Linked DNA regions of Mus musculus: all the other regions are linked to region 1. A link is a contact called in public Hi-C data. All regions are on one chromosome and are shown on one strand. The core of a region is the stretch at or near the end of the contact, and the rest is flanking DNA. Distances in the headings are between cores, read along the strand shown.

Evidence for each region. A called contact is a pair of places that touch in the nucleus more often than the background predicts.
Region 2: a contact with region 1 is called in a Hi-C map of cerebral cortex, with 5 times the contacts expected there. The contact joins two enhancer-like sites. A contact is called at or near these places in 5 of 39 promoter capture datasets (embryonic stem cells, hippocampal neurons, liver and 1 more), 1 of 15 datasets of contacts at CTCF or cohesin (embryonic stem cells), 49 of 484 Hi-C or Micro-C datasets (the G1E-ER4 cell line, the N1E-115 cell line, Sertoli cells and 28 more) and 4 of 115 datasets of contacts at active chromatin or transcription factors (T-cell acute lymphoblastic leukemia, cardiomyocytes, differentiating embryonic stem cells and 1 more).
Region 3: a contact with region 1 is called in a Hi-C map of cerebral cortex, with 2.5 times the contacts expected there. The contact joins two enhancer-like sites. A contact is called at or near these places in 1 of 484 Hi-C or Micro-C datasets (cerebral cortex) and 5 of 115 datasets of contacts at active chromatin or transcription factors (astrocytes, differentiating embryonic stem cells, embryonic basal ganglia and 1 more).

Annotation. Positions count from the first base shown.
Region 1 is chr12:28,837,151-28,839,659 of GRCm38.p6, forward strand. The region is part of intron 4 of Eipr1 (EARP complex and GARP complex interacting protein 1); the gene reads left to right. Among named protein-coding and RNA genes, the nearest start is that of Gm46345, 71 kb to the left of the region's middle. Within about 2 kb of position 1,256, at least 10 of the 459 cell types and tissues checked have an H3K27ac peak or open chromatin away from gene starts, as enhancers often do. A contact at or near this core is called in cerebral cortex, cortical neurons and hippocampal neurons, where this site is marked.
Region 2 is chr12:28,588,253-28,590,761 of GRCm38.p6, forward strand. No RefSeq gene overlaps it. Among named protein-coding and RNA genes, the nearest start is that of Allc, 7.0 kb to the left of the region's middle. Within about 2 kb of position 1,254, at least 93 of the 459 cell types and tissues checked have an H3K27ac peak or open chromatin away from gene starts, as enhancers often do. A contact at or near this core is called in cerebral cortex, cortical neurons and hippocampal neurons, where this site is marked.
Region 3 is chr12:29,082,303-29,084,811 of GRCm38.p6, forward strand. No RefSeq gene overlaps it. Among named protein-coding and RNA genes, the nearest start is that of Gm31333, 58 kb to the right of the region's middle. Within about 2 kb of position 1,254, at least 57 of the 459 cell types and tissues checked have an H3K27ac peak or open chromatin away from gene starts, as enhancers often do. A contact at or near this core is called in cerebral cortex, where this site is marked.

The DNA of each region.
Region 1 (2,509 bases), core at 6-2,505:
CGCATGTGCCTTGTGTGTATGTACGTGCATGGACGTGTTTTTGAAGGATGCTTCTAGTGACCAAAGTTGCTGCTGCTACATCTGAATGGATATCATGTGTAAGCCCAAATTTAGTCCCCAGACTTTGTATGAGTGAACACATAAAACATGGTCTGAAGAGGACCTACCGTAATCAAGGTAGACTGGTCATCATCTCAGAGACTGGGGTCCTGAACTGACCAGACAGGACAAAGTGAGCTGAGCACCAGCATCTGTCCCTGTCATGTAACCTGCACTCTCTTGCGGACACCACTTCTGCAGCCCCTCAAACTCACAGCGACCCACCAGTCTTTGCCTCCAGAGTACTGGGGTTAAAGGTGTGCACCACCATGCTGGCTTTTTTGTTTTTCTTCCCTGTTTCTGCGGAATTTTTGCTTGTAGGCTTGCACCTCAGCTTCTCGGTTGCTAATAGAAATCATTTGTGACTTTCAGATTCATAAAAATGACTTTCATTGAAATTCCTTACTCAGTGTTGAAAAAAGAAAGCTCTTTTCATGAGCATTTTCTGCCTGTGGCCTGTTAAACCACGGGACTCACACTCTCTCCTCAAAGATGTGGCTTTTGGCTACAAGGTATCTGACTTCTCTCTGCTGAGTCTTACACCCAGGAAGGGCTCCTTTTGTTGGAAGTGAGAGTGCTGTGGGCCAAGGGCAGGGAAGAGGCTACAGTGGTGTCTAGCAGCTGCTGGGATGGGAATGCAGATGCTGGTCCTGCAGGGCTGGAGCACTGTGCTCTCACAGGGAGGCTGGGGACAGGTAGAGTCACAGCACACAGAATGAGCAGGCTGAGCATTATATTTCTCCTTCTGTCAGGATGCAGCCCCCAGGAGGCCCCTTCCTGAGCTATTCTGGCCAAAGCCTGGGCCATTTTGAATTCCTCTGAACTCCTGGGTTGATATTCTGTGGGGTAATCTGTAGAGGCTGGCCGTGTGGCCTGATAGCCAAGACTGCGGCATGCTCTCTCCTCCCAGGTGCTTGTCTGTAATGTGTGAGGGGGCTTTGCCATGTCTCTGAGCGCTCCACGCCTGTTCTTGAAGATTGCAAGAAGGATGGTCATGAGGAGGGTGCCCTGGTTTGGAGCAGAGCTGTAGCATGAATTGACATTAAATGGATGGCTCGGCTATTTTACTGAGAAAAGACTCAGCATAGTGAGTCACTCTGAACAAGTGAAGCACCCTGCATCCCCACCAATCCTTTCCCTTGGGCAATAATGTAGGCAGCGTTCACCTCCCACTCACTGGGGCCTCAAGTAAATACAGTTTTATTGCATTGCGCTGCTAAGGTTTGGTCCTGTGTCGCCTCTAGCTGCTTGTGTGCATCAGAGAGCTCTCTGCTGGCCTAGAAGCCACACTGCTCTTCTGCTCCCTATCTTTTGCAGTCCAGCCCTGTGGGAGAGGCTTGATAGCACTTTCTCAAGCTGCTTGACACAGCAACTCCTAACTTTGAGATTTTCACATTTTTGTTGAACAAATTATGGATTCTGATTAATGTTGTGAATATTTTAATGGTTTTTATTTTACAGTTGATTAGATTTAAGTTCTAAAAGAAAGACTGGTCATTTCTCTCATCCCGTAATTCCTCACCCACTCAGGCCTCTGCTCCCTGAGAAGAGTGAAAGATGGAGAATGAGTCCTTGCAGGTTAGCAAGCTCCTGTAATGGGTGCCTTTTAGAGACCATGTCATAAAGAACAAGGGGCTTGCAAGAGAACTAGAGGCAACCAGTCACACTTTACAGGATGTAGAAACTATCTCGTTGTCAAGGAAATGTAAATCAAAACAGCACATATGCTTTGGAGGGGAATTGGGAGTTCTTAACAGAATGGTCAGGATCACATTTATGGGAAGCACCTCTGTGGGGAAGATCTGCAAGCACATCTGCCTGTTGAACCTGAAATTGCAGTTCTAGAACTGATTTGATCTTCACGGGTGCCAAGAAGTGTATCTCCAAGATACGTACTGCTTTACTATACAAATCAGTTGTGTGAAAAGTTGGACAGAAGCCCAGAACTGTCATATAGTAGTAACCAGATGTTAAAGACACAGAATTCTGGGGCTCGGTCGGTGGTCAAAGCACTCACTGTTCCTGCAAAGGACCTGGGTTCGATTCCTAGTGCTCACGCGGCAGCTTGCAACTGTCTGTAACTCCAGGTCCAGGGGATCTGATATCTGATGCCCATTTCTGGCCTCATGTAGTACATAGACATATTTGCAGGCAAAAAACCCATGCACAGAAAATAAAAATTAAAAAATATGAAAAAATCACAGAAATCTATATAATTTACTTCTGTGAAGCCTATAGATAGAAGTGTGTGTGTTTGACCTAGAATGACCGGGATAATTTTAAGAAAGAACAGAGATTACACAGTGATGTCAGTGACTGGTGACAATCCTCCAGGAACCTTTGTAATGTGCTATTTGTACCCTGCATGTTAGAGATGACATAGAGAGCATGTGACCCAAGCAGTGTGTCA
Region 2 (2,509 bases), core at 4-2,503, 250 kb before region 1:
GGTGCATCAGGTTGTTCCTGTGGCTTCCCAGCAATTTATTTCTGTGTGAATTTACCAAACTGATCTTTCTACTTACAGCTTAAGTAGCATCCGCTTTGGAATAGGTCTGTTTAAGTGAGTTGGGTTGAACCTGTTGACTGGGTCAGTGGTTAGCTGTCTGCTTGTGTTTTTAACTGGACCCCAGCTAGAATTTCCTGAGATTTCAGTTGAGGAGTTGCCCCTATCACATTTGCACATAGGCAAGTCTGTGGGGTGTTTTCTTGATGTGTGATTGATGTGGGAGGGACCCGCTCACTTTGGGTAGTGCCACCCTGAGCAGGCGGTCTTGTGTTCTGTAAGGAAGCAGGCTGAGCAAGTCGCGGGGCAAGCCAGGAAGCAGCATCCCTCCATGGCTTCTGCTTCAGTCCCAGCCTCCAGGTTCCTGCTTGAGCCCTATCTCCCCTTCATGATGAACTGTGTGGCCTGTGAGCCAAATAAACCCTTTCTTCCTCAAGCTGATTCTGGTGGTGGTGTTATCACAGCCACGGAGAAGCAAACTAGGAGAGCGCAGGGCTCAGCTTCCTCCCGGCCACATTCCCCTGTGGGCACACAATAACAGAATTTGCTCTCAGGGTTCCCAGACATCCTTCAGTCACTGTGTGACATGTAGGCTAGAGAGGAGAGCCTGATCAGCTGGAACGGCCAGGTGAATGGCTGCCCGTGAGAGAAATGATAGAGCTGAGCCCGACAGAGCAGAAGTACCCTACATCCATCTCTCCCAGGATCTTTTCCACCAGCCTGGGTGAACCTTTGCACTGGGACTTCAAGGTGCTGGCCATGGAATCTAGACATGCCACATCCCTCCACCTACAGCCATGGCCAGGGCGTTCCTAACTAGCTTTACATTCGCTCTGCCTAAATGGCCACTAGGCTTGTGCAAACACACTCCAGTGGTCTCTTGAGGGTGGAAAACCACAGAGATAGGTATGGATGGAGCCATTTTCTGAAGAAGGGCACCATGGCCTTGGCCTCCCTTCCTAGCCTAGAGTTCTCCTTCCCCACTGCTCTGCCCTCCTTTGTTCTGCCTCTCTCCCTCTCCTCTCCCTTTCTCTCTTACTGACTCTCCCTCTCCCTTTTTTTTCCCTGTCATACTCCCTCGTTCTTGAACACATGCACAAGAGAGAGAAAGAGAGACAGACAGGCGGACAGACAGACCTACCGACCGACCAGAGACTATTTGCTAGTGCCCCGGCACTCCTCCAGCTGGGCAAACCTCTCTGGCTTTCTCTATCTTTCCCACTGGGTGGCAGTGTGGCACCATGCATTGACATCCCTGACCCACGGCCCGAGGCTGTCTCTTTGCTCATCTTATCTCAGCCTGTACTCCTCAGAGGATTCTAAAGAGGACACCCACGCCAGCTTTCCGGTCACGCCTCACTGCGGCACCTAATGAATCTCAGCTCTCGCCTGAGCCGCCACAGCCCTGCTGCGCAGCCAGCCCCGCCCCCACCCGCCCCCGGTCTGAACTGAGGTTCCCTCCTGAATCTCGGGAAGGGAATTCAGGACGGAGGTCTGGCTCCGCGCCCAGGTGTTTGTACCTAACCTGATCTGCTTCAAAGCAGTCACCGTAATGTAAATGTACCAGGTATAAACAATGGCTAGAACGCCGTTGCTATGTTTTATATTAACACAAATTTGCCTAAATGGAGCTTAACAGAGGAAACTACAAGGTGCCTGGTACTTCTAATCTCCCATAAGGTGCAGAGCAGAGCAGAGCTCTGGTTCACCTTCCGTTCCAGTTAGGTATTAATGCCGATGCAAGCCTAGGTATGAGAGTAAGTTTGTAAGACATCCTAGAGCAATGGTTCGCAACCTTCCTAGTGCTGCAACCCTTTAATTCAGTTCCTCATGTTGTGGTGACTTACATTCGTAAAATTATTTTGTTGTTACTTCATAACTGTAATTTTGCTACTGTTATGAATTGTAATGCAAAATATGCATGTAAATGTCTCATCCCAGCTTGGGACATGGCTGGGCCAGTTGCTGTGAACATACAGCTGCTCGCTCAAGTTGACTTCAAGAGGTCAAGGCGTTCATGTTGGAGAAGGGAAGGGGAGGAGAGAAGGGAGGGCAGACAGATCCCACTGTACAGGAAGATAAAAAATTCCCTCAGGCAGCCCCCGGAGCACTGAGAACTAGGCTAGAGGGCGTCCCTGATGACCCTCTACCCGGTTATACGGCAGCACTCTCACACAGAAGACTCCAAGGCTCACCCTCGCCTCCAGGATAAGTGGACACGAGGCAAGGGAGAGATTCCACGGGCAGCAGATGCCACGGGTGAGCAGGGAGATGTAGACACCTCCTCAGTGCTCTCCAGGGCCATCTGGGTCCGAAGACATGCCCATCCCCCACCCCGACCTGGAGCAGAGCAGTCTCACACACTGTGGATGCTTAACTGGACCCGGGTAGAGTCTCTTTCCCATTTGACTGCCATATATGTCAAGATGTTACTCAAGCACGTTGAAGGCAG
Region 3 (2,509 bases), core at 4-2,503, 250 kb after region 1:
TGAAGAAGCTGTTGCCTGCACATAAAACGGGTGGCACACAGCAGAGCAGCCAACAGACCAAATCAATAGAAACCAGATGAATAGATCTCAAAAGAATCATGAGTAGGAAAAGAAATGAAGAAAGACAGAGACTATAATTCTACTTACATAAAATTAAAAAAAAAACTGCCTCAGACTGTAAAATATATAGTGATATTCAGAATCAGTAAAAAAGCAGAGGGAGGGGATGCCCCAAATGCAAGGTTTGGATTGCTTATGAGAAGGCATAAAACAAACTAAAGCAAAGCAAACAGAGCTTCAAAGTGCATGGCACAGTGATGGGAGTGTGCCTTGGCAGGGGGCAAGTGGACATGCCCCTCGGTGGTGGGGCATGGCACCATCTCACTTCTTCTTCAGTAGGCTTTCCTGCATTAGAAGAAGGGCTTCATTCCAAGCACACATTATTTCTGAAGTTCCCAAGCTGGGCTTGTGCCTGCTTTATGAAAGCCGGTGACTTGTAGCTGTCAAAGCTCTGGGCTTTCCTACCCTGCTACCTGAAAAGAACTCAGCGCTAACTGGCTCCCCACCACCCTGGCCTATTACCTTCCCCTGGATTTTTTGGTACAGTCTCCCGAGTTTCTCAACTGCTGCTCTTGAAGATTTAAGTCCTAGTCCAACAATATCTGGTCTCCTTGGCTTGCTGCTCGGAACGTTTTTTTTAGTGCCTGTCAAACCCAGGAAAAAAAACGCCTGAGGTCTTCACTGCGGTGTCTGATTCCCTGGGAACTCACTGTCACCTACAGTGGCCTTGGCTGTCTTCATCCTCCTAGCTTCCTCAGTCCCTCCCCTGTCTCTTCATGTGGGCACCCCACAGTGCATCTTCTGGGAGACTCTTCTTCCAGACATATTTGGAAACTTCTGTCTTCCCTCTGGTGCTTCTGTCCCAGGGAGGCTCATTCACCTGCCATGACCTCGTAGCCCAGTCTGTCTACATTTCCTTACTTACTGCCCCCTTTTCTATCTGATACACCTTTGTTAGCTGTCTAACTTTAGGTCTAGCTCCATTCATTTGAACGGTAGCGGTTGTGTAATGACAGAGAGAGTGATCAGTGTTTTAAAATCCATTGCAGCTTAGCACTTGTAACAATAGCAAATGAGAGGGACTTAGTGGATGCTGGGTAAGGTACAGCAGGCAGATGGGAGGACACTGTAGGGACACTAGGGCAGTGTGTCCAGGACAAGCCCTGATGCTTACAGCCATATGACCTCACTGTTTACTTCTAGGAGGCTCCTTTTGTTCATGTGGAGAATGAGAATAAAACAAAGAGCATGTCTGAGTGCCTGCTCCAAGGGAGGTCCCTAAGTGGACGAAGATTGATGATGAATATGAGCAAGGGTAGTGAGGTGGAAGGAACACGCTGAGGTCATCCATGGAAGGAGGTGCTTTCTTAGACCTAGTAGCTTCACATGGAGAGTCCTGCAGAATCCAAGCTGGCATCCTGTAGAAGCTGAGACCCACAAGCTTGCTCCGGGGGAGCTATTTGCTGTGGAGTCTATCTCAGTGTCTCCCCAAACCAGTCCACAGCTTTTCTACAGTGAGCCAAGACCAGCCCCGGATGGGGGTGGGTGTCAGCCAGGCTGAGTAGGAGGCATGGAGGGAGACTGCACCTGTTCCGGGTGATGGCTCTGAGCTGTTGCAAAGGCTCTCTGCTCTGATCACACTTTCTCATCCGCAGTCAGGAAACAGGAAGCGATTTGACACAGCACACTGCATCAGTTATGATCAGCCAGGGAACATTCTCTGATAAGCACTTTCTGCCAGCCTGGGCGGGCATCCTCATCGTGGGCAATCGGCAGCAGAAAGAGGGAGAGTGGCGGCGTGTGCCAGGCTGCAGTCTGGTTCTGTGGCTTCTCTCAGCTCAGAGCCGCAACACCCACTTGTGATGGGGGCCTCCCGGGGTTTTCTCCTAAATCGCAACCCTTTGGATTCTCTGCTGCAATACAGAGGGGGCTTCAGAAGGGAGGACAGAGAGAAGTTGATTGCTTGACGGCACGCAAACGCTCACATATGATTTAGCACGCGGGATTTGATGCGTTCAATTGTGTCTTGTTTTTGCTCTGTCAAGAGAGCCCTGGTGGGGTGGGGTGGTGAGCAAAGATGGAGAGTCTCTGAGATGGGTGTTACAGATGACAACGTGAAGAAGGAATCAGGGCGCCAGGATGTGGAAGAAGGCACACCCCAATTTGTGCTACAGGCCAGAGCAGAGTCCTTTTTACACGTGATGACTCTGTGTGAGCAGTGGGTCTGAGAGAGAAGAAAGCACCAGGCATAGCATCAATTTTAACTACTGGAAATCACTACCATGTTCATGACCTACATTTGTGTTTTAATACATCTCTTATTTTCAACTGATGAGGCTGGCTGTACATATGCATTATTGTGTGACATTTCAATACATGGACCCTGTGTAATGATAAGATTGGGGTCATTGCCACACCTGTCACTTGAGGCACATCATTTCTGTACCCT